Regions from separate parts of the Rattus norvegicus genome. Here region 2 is linked to region 1. Evidence: chromatin contacts called from public Hi-C data. All regions are on one chromosome and are shown on one strand. The core of a region is the stretch at or near the end of the contact, and the rest is flanking DNA. Distances in the headings are between cores, read along the strand shown. Region 1 overlaps Dpysl3 (dihydropyrimidinase-like 3). Region 2 overlaps Jakmip2 (janus kinase and microtubule interacting protein 2).

Evidence for each region. Hi-C and Micro-C count contacts between places; a contact is called where the count stands out from the background.
Region 2: a Hi-C map of the A7r5 cell line shows a contact between it and region 1, with 8 times the contacts expected there. The contact joins two enhancer-like sites. A contact is called at or near these places in 9 of 12 Hi-C or Micro-C datasets (the A7r5 cell line, the Rat2 cell line, Schwann cells and 6 more) and 1 of 1 datasets of contacts at active chromatin or transcription factors (oligodendrocytes).

Annotation. Positions count from the first base shown.
Region 1 is chr18:35,633,986-35,641,526 of GRCr8, reverse strand. It overlaps Dpysl3 (dihydropyrimidinase-like 3), which reads left to right. Exons shown (of 14, transcript NM_001398556.1): 8 at 1,624-1,744; 9 at 4,231-4,387; 10 at 5,238-5,379; 11 at 7,362-7,532. Among named protein-coding and RNA genes, the nearest start is that of Dpysl3, 93 kb to the left of the region's middle. Within about 2 kb of position 2,841, at least 6 of the 93 cell types and tissues checked have an H3K27ac peak or open chromatin away from gene starts, as enhancers often do. A contact at or near this core is called in the A7r5 cell line, where this site is marked.
Region 2 is chr18:35,828,383-35,835,923 of GRCr8, reverse strand. All of the region lies in intron 20 of Jakmip2 (janus kinase and microtubule interacting protein 2), which reads left to right. The region is part of intron 1 of LOC120098288 (a long non-coding RNA gene); the gene reads right to left. Among named protein-coding and RNA genes, the nearest start is that of Dpysl3, 100 kb to the right of the region's middle. Within about 2 kb of position 4,138, at least 8 of the 93 cell types and tissues checked have an H3K27ac peak or open chromatin away from gene starts, as enhancers often do. A contact at or near this core is called in the A7r5 cell line, where this site is marked.

The DNA of each region.
Region 1 (7,541 bases), core at 1,592-4,091:
TCAACACTGTGAAACTAGAAATGCTGTCTCTGGAGGGATAGGCTGGCAAGACAGATTTCTTTAGACACAGCCAGGGGATTTCACAGCAGAGTCTATTTTTGTTCCTTGGTTTGTTTTTTCAACCTCGCTCCACCCCCACCACCTCAACCTTTCCCAGTTCCTTCTCCTTTTTAGTAAGAAGGCCACTTAGCTGTAAATCTCTCCAACCCTTGAAGCTCTTTTGAGTAAAGTTGAAAAGTGATGTAACCTTCTAAAGATAGTCACTTCGTCAAAGTGCAGAAAACCCTTTGGTGCTGGCCCTGGAAGGGAATGGGATCAAAGGGGCCAGGGCTGAGAGCATGGGGCCGCTGAAGTGGCCAGCAAAGGTATGACGGGGGAGTGAGCATAGGAAAAGCCAGCTTCTTTTCAGTTCAAAGCCCACCAAGATGGAGTCTCAAGTAAGGCTGCTCAGAAAGCAGAGAAACAGGTACAGAGAATAGCCTCCAGGGTGCAGTGTCTGGGTGCTTTACCTGCACCCCCAAAGCCTTCTGGAGCATGCCAGCTCAGCCAGCCCAGTGCCCCAAGCCTACTGAACCACATTCACCATAGAGTGACTGGTTTGCATTATGCAGCCACTAGACATCTGTAAGCCATTTGAAGCATATTTTTTTTTTAAGTATTGGTCTGTGCAAGCTAACCCCTAAAGTCATATCCATATGAAAAGGAACGGCTGCTGATTCCGTGAGGAATCACCACTGAGGCTCTATTCTGGGCTGAGCTGGGCTTGCTCAGAGTTTGGGGCAATAGCAGACTTCGCATTGGTCACAAACTGTGACCAACAATTACAACAACAGCCACTGTTTCTGGGCACTAATTTCTCAAAAGGATTAATCGTTTCATCCTAACAATGGCTCCAGAGGTCAGGACTCTTCAGTACTACCACTTAGGCAGGAAAGCAGCAGCACTGAGAGGTTGTGAGCTACACCTGAGGTTACCTGGCTTGTCCAGAACAGAACCAAGATTCACTCTCAGTCACCCAATGGAGCCTGAGCTCCCAGATCTCACTTGGTTAATCAAGTGTGGGGGAAACTCATCAGTATTCCTCACGAATTAAGTGCAGCTGTCTTAATTGGTGTGTTTGAAAGCTTGAACTCCAAGTTGGAATAGGCTAGGAGAGATCAGTAATAAAAACAGTGGCTGTGCTGTGAAGCTTGGGGATTATTCTAATAAGAAATCCTTCATGGATATAACCCTTTGCTGACCCCATAGCTGCAGGAAACGTCACGATGTCCCTGTGTTTCTGATTCTCTTCACCTGCTGCTGACATGATTTTGCTTTCCCAGAGACTCTGCCTTGAGATTGGAGAGCAGAGGCTATTACTTGGCTTAGCCTTTATGCTAACTATAGGAGAGGAGAGAGATACAAAGACAAGCAGTGGCCCAGACACAGCTCTATGCCATTCTCCTTTGCTGAGGGACAGAGACATGAGGAAGCCCAGGAACGTAACATGGGAGCAGATACAGGCCACATAATTTCAGATCCTCCTGGGTGGTTCTTAGCACTTTATCAGCACCTGTTCTAGAGGCAGGACGTGGCAAGGGTGAGGGGCTCTGTTTTATTGATTGCTGGGATTTGTTTTTGTAGCTGGAAGCTGAGGCTGTGTTCCGTGCCATCACCGTCGCCAGCCAGACCAACTGCCCCCTTTATGTCACCAAGGTCATGAGCAAGAGCGCGGCTGATCTCATCTCACAAGCCAGGAAGAAAGGTGATTTGTGCTCCCAGGATGGGGAACTTCCCACTGCACCACGGGGCTCCTCCCTTCCCTTCCAGGCTGTCCACTGTAATAGAAATGGCATCTCTTCTGTTCCTTGCCATGCTCTCTAGGAAGCCCCATCTACAACTGGAGTTCTGAGGTTTCTTCCATCTGGCATATAAGTAAACTGAGGCTAAGGAAGATTAAGTAATTTGCTGGAAATAACAGCACAAAGTAATTTCTCCGAGACTTGGTACATCTCCCACTCAATTTCCATCTGTCCTATGTCAGTTCTCATTATCTGAAGTTCATAAATAGACACCCAGTCAATATTATGCTAAATGTAGAAGTCAAAGATCCAGGTCAAAACTGGCTGAAACAAGCCATCAACAAGTAAAGTATTGGTTGTAATTGGGACGACCAGGTACCTTGGTGGGTTTTAGCAGTGATAGTACTCTAAGGCTCTCATCTACTGTTTTCTTGGTTCTTCCGTCTCTCTGGCTGGTGGATTCACAATCAGTATTAACTGTGAAGGAAATAGATAATACCAGGGGACATCTATTGTCCTCAATCCCTGGTAAAGGAAGCAATGAAGAGGTAGCTCGAGCAAGCATGTAAGAATACTGTGATTATCTTGCCTGGGATCTGTGCACAACCCTGAATCAAAGGCTGCCCCAGAGACAGCATCGTCTGGCCAGTCCTAAGAGCTCACCACAGGAGTGTGGTCACTCTACCTGGTCATTCAGGTCAGAACAAGTTATTTTTAGAAAGGAGTGGAATGGCCTTCATGCTGTGGTCTTCATAACCTAGGGCTCTGTCCTTGTCACCTTTCTGCCTTCTGCTGTGCTGTCTACCACTGTTAACTCGGGCTTACAGTGTTTTGAACTCTGCTTTTAAAGCCTGTTTTGTTTTGTTTTGTTTTGTTTTTAATTTTGTGCCTTGTCCTTAGTGATAGGCTCTTGGGCTCAGTTGTGAAGCTATGCAAGTAAACAGTGTGTTGAGAAACTAGAGATGAGGGCTGTGCTTGTTTGTGAAAGAAGATTCCTCAGGCTGTCACGCATTGCTGTTGCTGTGTGCTGAGGACCATCTGCTAGCAGAGAGATCTAAGATGAATGATTCATCAGCTAAGTGGTCCTGAGGAATTTCCATGTCAGAGTGACTATGGTGCTTAGTGGTAGCCCAGCTGACTTTTGGCTTTCTGGAGAAAGGTGACCCTTTTCCAATGAGAGAGGAATCTTTCTAGGTGTCCAAATGTCTTCTGAGTGGCAAGGTTCTAGGGTATTTCCCACTTCTCCATGTTTATGGAAAACCTGCTATTTTAGCCCACAGTAGTTAATGATTTACTCTCCTGGATAAGAGGCATTTGGGAGAACCAGGAGAGCAGACTAATCCTCTTTACTAGAAATGGGGTCTGGAGAGGAAGAAGGGAAAGAAGGGAGAAAGAAAGAGCGGGAGAAATCACTACACTCACCCTATCCACCCAGTTCATTAACCTCTCATGTCTTCTGTTGGTTTATCTCACATGAGCTCTGTCAATCACCTGAGGATGGCATGTTTTCAAGTGTAAGCTGCCCATACTTCCTATTTCATGATAGAAACTTCCTCCCATTAGACTTCTGACTGTGATTGTCTGGTAAGGAGAACTCACCCAGCCGTTCTTCCAGGGTTAAGAGAATATGTAATTCTGCAACAAAATAAAGGGCTGCAGATATTGAAGCTAAGAACATCTTCTGGACAAACAACCATTCTTAGGGAGAACCGAGAGGACCTCCAATGGGATGATGGAATATAGCTTCTTCATGAATTTGTTCTTGTTAATTCCCAAATGATCTCACCATCCATCACCAGTGTGGCTTAAGACCTCTGGTGCTATAACTAATGTAAAGAAGTTATAACTTAAGGCTGGGGGTGGTGGCGCTCTGTATAAAAGCACTTGTGTTGAAGCTCAAGGGCCTGGGCATCTACACACACACACACACACACACACACACACCTACACACACACACCTACACACACACACCTACACACACACACCTACACACACACACACACACACACACACACACGGTATTTATTGAGTATCTACCATGGGCCAGACCCTTCATGTATGCTAAGTCCTTTCACAAGTCTGGGAGTGTAAACAGTGTCATCAGTTCTAGGACATAATGCTTAGACATTTTAATATTCTAAAAATGACTCCTGTAATCTGCATAATAATAATTATTATATAGTTTGACTTTCTTCATGTCAAACAGCCAGATCTTATGCCTAGTGGCTTATTATTGTGAACATGTATTTATTTCTTCATTCTATCATTCAAAGCATTGCTCATATTTAATAGAGAAACAGACCTTAAAAAAAAAGAAACTGGTAATAGAAACTTGAACCCCAGGATTGCCTGACTTCAGACAGTCTTGAGCAAAGTTATAGTTCTGTTTAGATATTCTGGACCAGAGCAGTACATATCTTTTATAAAACTGATATCCATTCTTTCCAGGAAATGTGGTCTTTGGCGAGCCCATCACTGCCAGCCTGGGAATAGATGGAACCCATTACTGGAGTAAGAACTGGGCCAAGGCAGCTGCATTTGTGACATCCCCACCTCTGAGCCCTGACCCAACCACACCTGACTACATCAACTCCTTGCTGGCCAGGTTGGTGTAGGAATGCCATGTGTTCTGTCGGATCATCTTGGGCCACCTGTGATGGGGGCTGTAGTATTATGGTCTAGGTGGTAGACGAGAGTCTACAGCATCAAATTCCTCGGCAGAAAACTGGCTCCTCCACATCACAGTTCAATTGATGACACAGTCTCAGCATGAATAATGGTCTTAGCAGTCGATGCTTAACCGTGCCAAGCTTGAGCTCTCCCTTGTCCCTCATGACAATTTTATGAGTCAGGCACTCTTACCATCATTTTGTAGGTTATGCAACTGATAACCAAGGCACTTACAGCTATGTGTCAGGACTCAAAGCATTTGTCATGATGATACTTAGCCATCAATTATAGGGAGATTCAAAAATAAGGCCACTGGTCATTTGAGTCTTTACATGTTTACAGCTTAGTTTCTGTTTGCATGTGTGTTTATATGAGTGTGAACACATAAGACTGCATGCTTGCTTGCATATCTTTATGTGCACCTTGTGTGCAGATGCCTATAGAGATCATATAAGATAGCATGGAACTGGGGTTAGAGCTGGTTGTGAGCCCCTTGATGTGGTTCCGAGAACCAAACCTGAATCCTCTGCCGCAGCACACAGTGCTCACCACCACTGAGTCAGCTCTTCAGCCTTCACCTGACTCTTTGTAGTTTGCCACAGAAGACATGATCTGACTCTATTCCTTCCTTTATGGATGGGTTACAGCCCAGAGAGTGGAGGAAACTTACCCAACCTCACACAGCTTAGTAGAGGATAGGGAGATTACAAACAAAGACATAATTCTGCTTCCCCAGTATTTTCCAGCCATCTGTTGTAAACATGTGAAACTTTCTCCTTTTCCAGTGGAGATCTGCAGCTCTCTGGAAGTGCCCACTGTACCTTCAGCACTGCCCAGAAAGCCATTGGGAAGGACAACTTCACGGCTATCCCTGAGGGCACCAATGGCGTGGAGGAGCGTATGTCTGTCATCTGGGACAAGGCTGTGGTAAGGGACTGAGGGAGGGTCTCCCAGATAGAACCAAATCAAAGCCTCAGGCACACCAATCAAGCTAAAATTTGCCCCTCAGGGATGCCCTGAAGAGTATGTTTGGGGTGTATGTGAGGTCTACACCTACTGAGATGTCCGTGGATCCTGCAGGATGTTTGATCACAACGTGTACCCCGAGATTGTTTTATTTACAGGAAAAACCTGTTTTTCATTGCGTGGCCATAGCAGACAACTTTAATCCAAGAGCTTTCTGTTTATTGTAAACAGGGATAAATAAAGTCAGGCATTGGTCAAGAGGCAGAGCAAGCAACCAGACAGGGAGTGAACTTGGGGGAAAAACAGAGTAAGAGGAAGGAAGGAGGATGAATACAGAGAGACAGGAAACAAAAAGGAGGACGATTTTGTTTGAAGGGTTTTTGAGAAGGTATGGAGAAGAAGAACTTTGTTTTGGGACATCAGCTATGGATGAAGGTCAGAAAAGGTCATCGGGGTCCTTTTTTCACTTCCCTGAACCAGCAAGCTTTCACCCAAGCATTTGACTCCTGCATCTTTATTAGCAAAATCAAATGTTTCAGATTTTGTTAAAAAAAAAAAAAAACCAACACCCAGAGCCAGGGGACTCATGTGGGTTGGGATCTCACCTCCTAGAAATGACTTCTGAGGCCTAGAACCTCTAAGACAGCTTCCATACTGACCATTCTGTCATGTGATCTCATGAATGTTCTGTGCTTAAAATGGTAGTAAATCCATCCTTTGTGTTGGAGGAGCTTTATGGTTTCTTTTGAAAATGTTGGATATGATGCTTTGAAATGACAAGTAATTCACAGGAAGTCACAGCAGGAATATCCTACACTGAAGGCTTGTGAGCACCCTAGGCTATAAAAGAGATTAACTCTCAGTGTTCCTTGGCCAAGTAGCAACTTTTTATTTTCCCTGATTGAATCATAGAGACTGATGAAAGAAGTGGTCGTATCAATAAAGATACTCCTGAAGATTCTAGGAAAAGCATAAGAAAGTCACTGTCCAGTCCCTTCCTTGTGTGCAGTGCCAGTCCAGTGTCTCTGAACCGTACCTCCATCATCGACATGGGCAATCCAGTAATACCCCTGTTGTTGGAAATTTAAAGACTGGGTTTGAAAGCTAATTCTTTCCATACTTAGGCTGTGTGTTTCAAAAAAAGAGAAATCATAACCTTTTTGTTTCTTTCTCTCCTGTGGTTGGCTTTTGTCTCTTTTTGTGAGCATCCTATCTTTATGAATGCTTTATCTTACAAATAGTATCTCAATTTATTAAAATTAATATAAAACATATATCCATATAAAGCATATGGATACCCCTATCAATATAGAGCCTGCAGTTTTTCCCTTAAGATTAAGTGTCTAATAATAATGATAGTTGACTTACTATATAAGAGAATTCACAACAACAAAATCACCACAACACACTTCTCAGAGCATATCCTTATCAGTTAGCAATGATACCTTTAGTCTTTTAATTGGTAACATGGTACATTCGCAATAAAGGATACTCAGAAACCTCAGACAAATATATACATTTTTAAAAAATAACCCTCATAATTCTACAACACAGGGATGTCCATTGTCATCATCTAAGCAAGGCTCTGCATATGTATCTTTTGAGCACACACCATATACCTAAAGGAGGAGGTCACACTCACAGTGGTTTCTACTATAAACTCTTTGATCCATTTTGGAACTAGTAGAAGTAAATGCTTATGTAAACAACATGAAGATACCTAGAAAAAAGCACATTCTTTAGGGAAAGTAACTTTTATCTTAAGCCCCACGTTTCTACATTTTCCCCATGAAGTTCATACTGCTCAGCTGACCCTCCAGGATGGATGGACTATGTACTAAGTACCTTTGTACCCCTGGGCCTTGGGGGTCATTCTGCTTGGCCTTGCATCCAATAGATAGAGCTACCATAGACCCAATTATGAAATCTTTGTATTTCAATAGGCCACAGGGAAGATGGATGAAAACCAGTTTGTGGCTGTGACAAGTACCAACGCTGCCAAGATATTCAACCTGTACCCTCGCAAGGGGAGAATAGCTGTGGGTTCTGACAGCGACCTTGTCATCTGGGATCCAGATGCCGTGAAGATCGTCTCTGCCAAGAACCACCAGTCGGTGAGGCAC
Region 2 (7,541 bases), core at 2,889-5,388, 190 kb before region 1:
CTCCCTCCCCCTCTCCCTCCCCCTCTCCCTCCCCCTCTCCCTCCCCCTCTCCCTCCCCCTCTCCCTCCCCCTCCCCCTCTCCCTCCCCCTCCCCCCCCTCTCTCTCTCTCACACACACACACACACATACAATATGTGTACCAAGACAAGATTTGTAAGACTCAGCTATGTTGATTGGCAGTTGCATTGCTTTTGTGACGCTTCCACTGCCCTCTCTCCCTCCCCCCTCCACTCTTCCCTCCTGCTTTTTGTTTTCTTTTTTATACTGGTGCTATAGGTTGAATCCAGGTGCCTGGGCATTCTAGACAGCACACAGCTGTATCTCCCCAGACCCCAGCCCTGGTAATTTAATATATTTTAGGGATTAAATTTGATCTACTATATGGAAAGTACATAAATGTAACTTTTGAAGTATAACTTATGCAAGTAGCTCTTAGATGGCTGTGCCATGGTGTTCAGGATGGATGCAAAGCCCCCTTTCTGCTTAGATGGGGAAAAGACATAAGATAAAGATTTCCTTATTCCCAACTGCTTTATACTTTTCATATAGAATATGCCTAGAGACTAGATTCCATACTTATATACAAGAGGACTTTCAATGCTGGAAGAATGGGGTTGTTCCTCGGGATGTCACTTCAGAACTGAGCAAGGCAGGTTTTCTTCCCATCCCTGATTTTATCAGTTGAGTTCCTCCTCAATAAATCTTTATTGCTGAGAGAGCCTGAGTTGAGTTCTTAATTTGACTTTTAAAAGATACATGTAAAGGGGCAGTACAGGAAAGTGGACTGAAATTCACCACATTCACTCTAGTGTGACAAACCTGTAATTGATTCACTGAAGCTTTCTGGTTTTATTTTGCTATTTGATTTTGTACTGAAATCTTTGTTGTATAAAGTCCTACAGGGCGGCAATGGTGCAGACAAACAATGTTGAGTCCCCTTTGCCCACATGAAGACTCTACAAACTTACTAAAGAATGAATGATCCAATCTCTCAATCAGAAACAGATCTGGAACCTGCTATAAACTGCAGTCACTTAAGTTTGACAGACACCTCACAAAACGTGCCTATTTCCCCTCTTAACTAAACCATCTCTCCTGAATAAGGCAAATCAAAATCTAAACACTTAATAAATACAAGATGTACATAGTCATGCATATGTATCCTGTACAGAGTATGGTGGTGCAGGCATTAACAGATATGTACTTCAGACCTCGACAGAAGACTTAGAGATGATGCTTTTCTGATGTCACTAGGCAACTCGATTTTGTTTGGCGTATAGTGTCTATACCCACCCCTCCTTGGCTATATCTCTACCTTCCACCATTACTGCTATTTCCTGTTGCCTGTGAATTTTCCACGACCCTGTCCTCTAAGCAGAACGTTTTGTTCCCTAGCATCTCAATAAAACGCCCAGCACAATTTACAGTATTAATATCAATCAAAGGTCCTATGCTTTTCTCAACTAAAATTGCATTTCCAGAAGCTTCTGTGCATGATCTAACCTATAGTATTTAATTCTGTGAGGATTTGAGTTTACAGGGAACATATTTGAATCCACAATTCCTTGTGTATCTATTGAGTTAGTGTAGCCAGGGGGCTGGTTTCCAAAGCATTCCTACGATTGCCTGCATTAGTTCAGGTCCTTCCTATCACAGCATGACTAGTAGGCCACTTCAGTGCTTACTGATGAGAGGCAGAACTTGATTGAATGCAGCAGAGGGATTGTCTGAGGTTCACGGGACAGGTACATGTGCTGTATGTATCACCATAGAGATCGGAATCCATTTATTGTATGTAAAGTTTTATGAACGGTTATTTTATAATTTATGTATTTAATATAGCAATCAATGAACTCTGGTGTTTTAGTTTCTATGAAAAATAAAACAAACTGCATTTTTTAAAAAAAATAAAAGCTTTTACCTTGTGTTATTCATAAGATCTTTTTTTTTCTTAAAAAATATAATTTGAACCGAGAACGGGGTCCCATTGGAAGAATTAGAGAAATGATTAAAGGAGCTGAGGGTGTTTGCAACCCCATAAGAACAATAATACCAACCAACCAAAGCTTCTAGGAACTAAACCACTACCCATGGACAGACCCATGTCTGCATATGGAACAGAGGATGGCCTTGTTGGGCACCGATGGGAGGAGAAGCCCTTGATCCTACTAAGACTGGACCCCCCAGGGTAAAGGGATGTCAGGGCGGAGAGGTGGGAAGGGGTGGGTGGATGGGTAGGGGAACACCCTCATAGAAGAAGGAGGAGGGGGATGGGATAGGTTTATGGACAGGAAACTGGAAAAGAGGATAAAATTTGAAATGTAAATAAATGAAAAATATCCAATTAAAAATATAATTCAACTCATAAACTTTTTATAAAAGCTGCGCAAGGCAAATTAAGATTGACAGTATAATTTTGTGAAAGAAATTCAACATCAAGAATAAGAAGCACACATCTTCTATGGTCATGCCTATGAAAGCTCCAATGTATGCTGTCTACCACAGGCATACTTACAAGGAGACTGAGGCAGGGTTTACAATCATTGACAAAGAGCTGGATCCCTCTTCTGCGGCAAGTTTGAAGGGTAATTGTGCCAGGTGCTTAACACCTTTATTCTAGAGCTTACCTCCCTGCTCCTCACTACTTATGGCTGCCCTATGCATTGTAGAGCCACCAGATATAGGGACTGAGCAAGACTGCTCTACATGGTCACCACTGTATATCCTAGAACCTCTGGGTAAAATTATGGTCTACTGTATGGAAAAATGCATAAATGCAACTTTTGAAGTATCAGCAAAGCAAGTATATCTTGCAATCTGATGTGGAAAACCATGGCAGGTTTGAAGGGTTGGTACCTGCTCAGGCTTTAAGTCAAATGCCTGCTCTAGATTTTACTTATGCTCCTCCTGGGCAGGAATTCTCTCATTTCCCCCTCACCTGCATAAGCCTTATAGCTGATGATGTACCTTAGCCACCACCTTTTTTAACTCATGGATACATAAAACTGTGTGTGTGTGTGTGTGTGTGTGTGTGTGTGTTATACATAATACATAATATATGTGTATGTGTACATTTCAATATATACACATTACATGCATATATAATATGTAACAGTAGAAGGGAAGGAAAGGAGTGACAGGACAGATTGGAATGGATAGAAAGAAGATGGTAAAAGACAGGAATATAGTCAGAATTTTATGAAGCAGCATTATGTACAATGAATATGCATCAGTAAGAACATTTTAAGAACACGTAATTAGATAAAATAGTGTGTACTTGTTCCCTATACACCTAGTATACTTTCCTGCTACTGGTTTTGTGCTTTTCCACTCGATTCCCTAATTAAATCGGAGAGTTGTTTTATGCTGCCCCACCTTTGCATCTAGCACAGGTCCTTGTCACGAACAGAGTCTTCCTAAATTACTTTCGTTTTGCCTTTCTGTATTGGACTATTCATGGAGGGCTCTCATGTCATTTGAGTGATCAGAGATGGCTCCATAGAAAAAGAGAGATATAAACCAGGATGCTTTAGTGGAAGTAAATGGGCTTTTTGCTTGCTTTGCTACTCTCTTTGTTAAACTTTCCCTTCCTTCCTTCCTTCCTTCCTTCCTTCCTTCCTTCCTTCCTTCCTTCCTTCCTTCCTTCCTTCCTTCCTTCCTTTCTCCCTCCCTCCCTTCCTTCCTTCCTTGCTTCCCTCCTTTCTCTTTCCCTTTCTTTCTTCTACCTTTCTGGCTTTATCGTCTTGTGCTGAAGAAGGTTTTATTTTTCCTTAAACAAGAAGGTATTCCCAAATAAACTACCACACTGCAATGCCCTATACTGTACTGTGTACCTGTTTCTTCTGGGTACAACACTGTACTTTATGCCCATTATTTCCTGGGTGTCCTCCCTGTTAATTCTATTTCTTTGTATTCTACTATCTGGCCACAGGAGGGAGCATTTGCCCAGGAAAAACATGTATGCCAAGTGCTTCGAAGGCTGACTTGTGGGGATTTTTTGTTTTCTTTTTCTTTTTCTTTCAAACATCCATCTGGAATGACAGCCTAAAGTCAAGTGTTGCAATGACCACTGTTCTGCAAACAGCCTCCACCATCTGAATTTGCAGCCTCCCATTTCCAGGGGTTCAGTTTCACTTGGCGAGCAAATTCTTCTGTAAACACAAAGACCTGGGAATGTCCATGACCTATCACACAAACTTACTCCAGACCCAGACAAAAAGGGTCAAGGAAGTTCAGCAGAGTTATTCCCTAAATTCCCACTTCTGAAGCAAGCTCCCCAGGGACCAGACAGGGATGGCATGCTATTGTGTCTAGGATCCTCTTACAGTGTAGGAACCTTTGATTGTTTTTTCTTTTGTAAAATTACAGTGTTATGTTTTAAATGTCATTACCAAAACATACTCTGTTTCCCTAGAGGAACTTTCAAAGGAAAGAATTAGGGATGAGTTCTTAAAACATAGTTACCTCCCAAGCAGCACAAGAATAGAAAGCAGCCGTAATTGACTTGTCTTACAAATGTTGGCTTCAGACACTTTAGTCCCATCAGCCCAACATTCCCAACTATCAATGGCACTGTAACAAAATATCCTGGCTTCTCAGTGTGCCCCTGCTCTCAGTCATACAAACACTGCTATGAGGAAGTATGCTGGGAGCTTCCATTTCACTTTCAGTTCAAATAGAAGGAAACTAATGATCCACCAGTGTCAACCTCCTCTGCACTTTTCTCTCTACTCTATTTGAAGGCGATGTAATTGTTTCCATAGCAGTTAGTCTAACGTGGTCCCATTCCTCTCAACGTCATTAGGGATATCTAATTCAGGGGGGTAGGGAACTTAGCCATTCGAAACTGTCATTTTCTTACACGTAAGATGAGGGGATAAAATCCACTTACTTTGCTGTGATGAGAATTAAATAAGCTACTAATCAAATAATAACTACTGAGTGGTTAGGACACAGTAAGGATGCAGTAAGTCACACTTTTGTTAGTATGACTTTTAGTTGGTTAGTGTAGAATGGTGCAACGCTGAAGGGCATTGTGGGAGCTCGTCACATTAAAGGGCAGGAGTATAGAAGAGAAAGATGATTTCTTCTGACACCTGTGTCTTCAGGATCCCTGCCCACTGATGGTTTGATTCTCAATTAACCACGAGAAATGTCTTAGCTGCCTCATAACTACAGAAACAAACAAACAAACGACAACAAACACAAAATAAAACAAAAACAAAGAAACCTCAGCAGTTTATTCTGCTCTTGAGCAGAGACTGAAGATGTAGCCCCCTGGCAGAGGGCATGTGTGACATGTACAAGGCCCTTGATTACATCTCAATCACCTCTCAAAATAACAATGGACAAAACTGAAGTTCTCCTTTGCAGACTTGGGTTACAGGTGATGGAAGCAGATCAAACAAAAGCCAAGACAACCTGGGCAAAAAGCCAAGAGCTGGGTACTACTGCTTCAAAACCAGTGTAGCGTCTTTAAAATGCCTGGAGTCATAAAGGGAGACTCTGGAAAGGAAAAAACTTCTCTAAGGTGTGTCTGACTCAGGGAGATCTGACTTAAGGAAATATGTACTTTAGACCTAGAAAAGACCTTAATAACTATTCATTTATTTTCTTATTTGTTCTTGTTTTAGGGGAAATTTCTTGAACACCTACAATGTGGTAGATGTGTCAGTGTATAACTTAGGTGATTTGCCTGTTGGGAAGACTTGTAAGCACAGAGCCAAAACCTGGGTCAGACCACCCGCCTCTCAACTCGCTGCCTTGTCTGGCCTCGGTGGGAGAGGATGTGCCTAACCCTGCACTTGAGGTACCCGGTGGGTTGGTACCCACAGAGTGCCTCCCTTCTCAGAGGTGATGAAGAGGGGTGGGAGGGAGTTGTTATGTGAGGGGGGCCTTGGAGAAGAGGGGCCTGGTAGTGGGATGTAAAATTATTAATTAATTAATTAATGGAAAAAGTTGCAACACTTCCATTCAAGCCTACATATTGTGTACGTGTACACACAGACACACACACAGACACACAGACACATACACAGACACACACACACAGACACACATACACACACACAGACACACACACTGAAATGTTCTCTCTCTCAATATATATATATATATATATATATATATATATATATATATATATATATATATATATCTCCAAAAAGTCCCTGGGGTAAATGGAAATGAATTACTTCTAGGAAGGTCATTTAAGAAGATATTAACATCCATTAACAGAAAGCCTTGTCTTTTCAAAATTAGATTATTTAGCTGTCCTGTTTCCCAAACACAGAGGAAATGAAGTATGATACTGGTAAAATGAATGTTCCAGTAGAGAATGAGGGTTTACTGACAGACCCAGAGGAAAAGCAGTGTATGGGAGCCAGCGTTAATCAAGATAAACTGCAAATGCTCTTCCGTCTGCAGTGGGCAGCTGAGCAGGCTCTAGGAAGGAAGGCAAACATGGATTTATGGTTTTTGCAGACCACTTCACCCTGGCTGATTCAAACTACCAATAGTGGGGTCTGTGAATACTCACAACTGGTAGGCAGAGCCAGTACAAACCAGCTCCAGCGCATCTCACAGTGATGGCGTGGGGGCTGGGCGGGGAAGGATGCACTTACTTCCTGCTCATTTCATACCACTTCAGTAAGCCATGGTGGGTGTTTACGCCTGAAAACCAGGTCCATATGCTTCCACCACACCTCGCTGCAGTACTGGTGAAGCACTGAGGTAGGATGGAGTGTTGTGGTTTGTCCTGAAGTTATCTGTATTTTGATGTTAATTTTACTGTCCCAAGGACAGCTGTCTAGTCATGTACTCAGAACTCAGGTGACTTCACCAGAACCACCTCTCCATTGAATCTGTAAAGTACTGGTGAGGGGCAGGTACAGGATAGAAGGAGGCCTGTCATTGGAGGAGAAGGAAGGATTGGCGGGAGAGAAGTTCGAAGGAAGAGGAAACTAGAGGAGAAAAGGAGGAGATGAGAGAGAAGAGAGGGTGAGAAGCCATGGCAGGACAATATGACACGTGTTGTTAAGATTCTGCTCTGCGTATTTACAGGTTGTTATTAATGTTCCTAAGGGATGGATAGTACCGGGCTTTGTATGTTTAAGTTGGCAATTATATCTTACCTTTTGGGTCAAAGGTTATTGTGTTGTGTGTTCTTTTATGTGATGGTTTGAGTGTAGGAAAGTGTGTGGTGGCAAGAGACATTGGGATGTGTTTCCGCCAAGTGATCTAGCAGATATCTTGAGGCACCACAGTGCAGACCTAGCGAGCTAAAAGACCACAATACTTTATTATTTTTATATTTTTACAACAACAATGGAGCACTGCCACAGGCGGGCATGACAGCTGGAAATGAAGAATACAGTTTTATGTTGCACCTGTGTTTACTTCCTGGTTTCCCTTGCACCACAGTTGGTAGCTACAGAAAGACATAAGTGAATGGTGAATAAGGCACTGGATACTACTCTACCTCACAACTGAGGTGATAGACTTCTTAAAATAGAGTAAATTAAATAATAATTAATTTAAA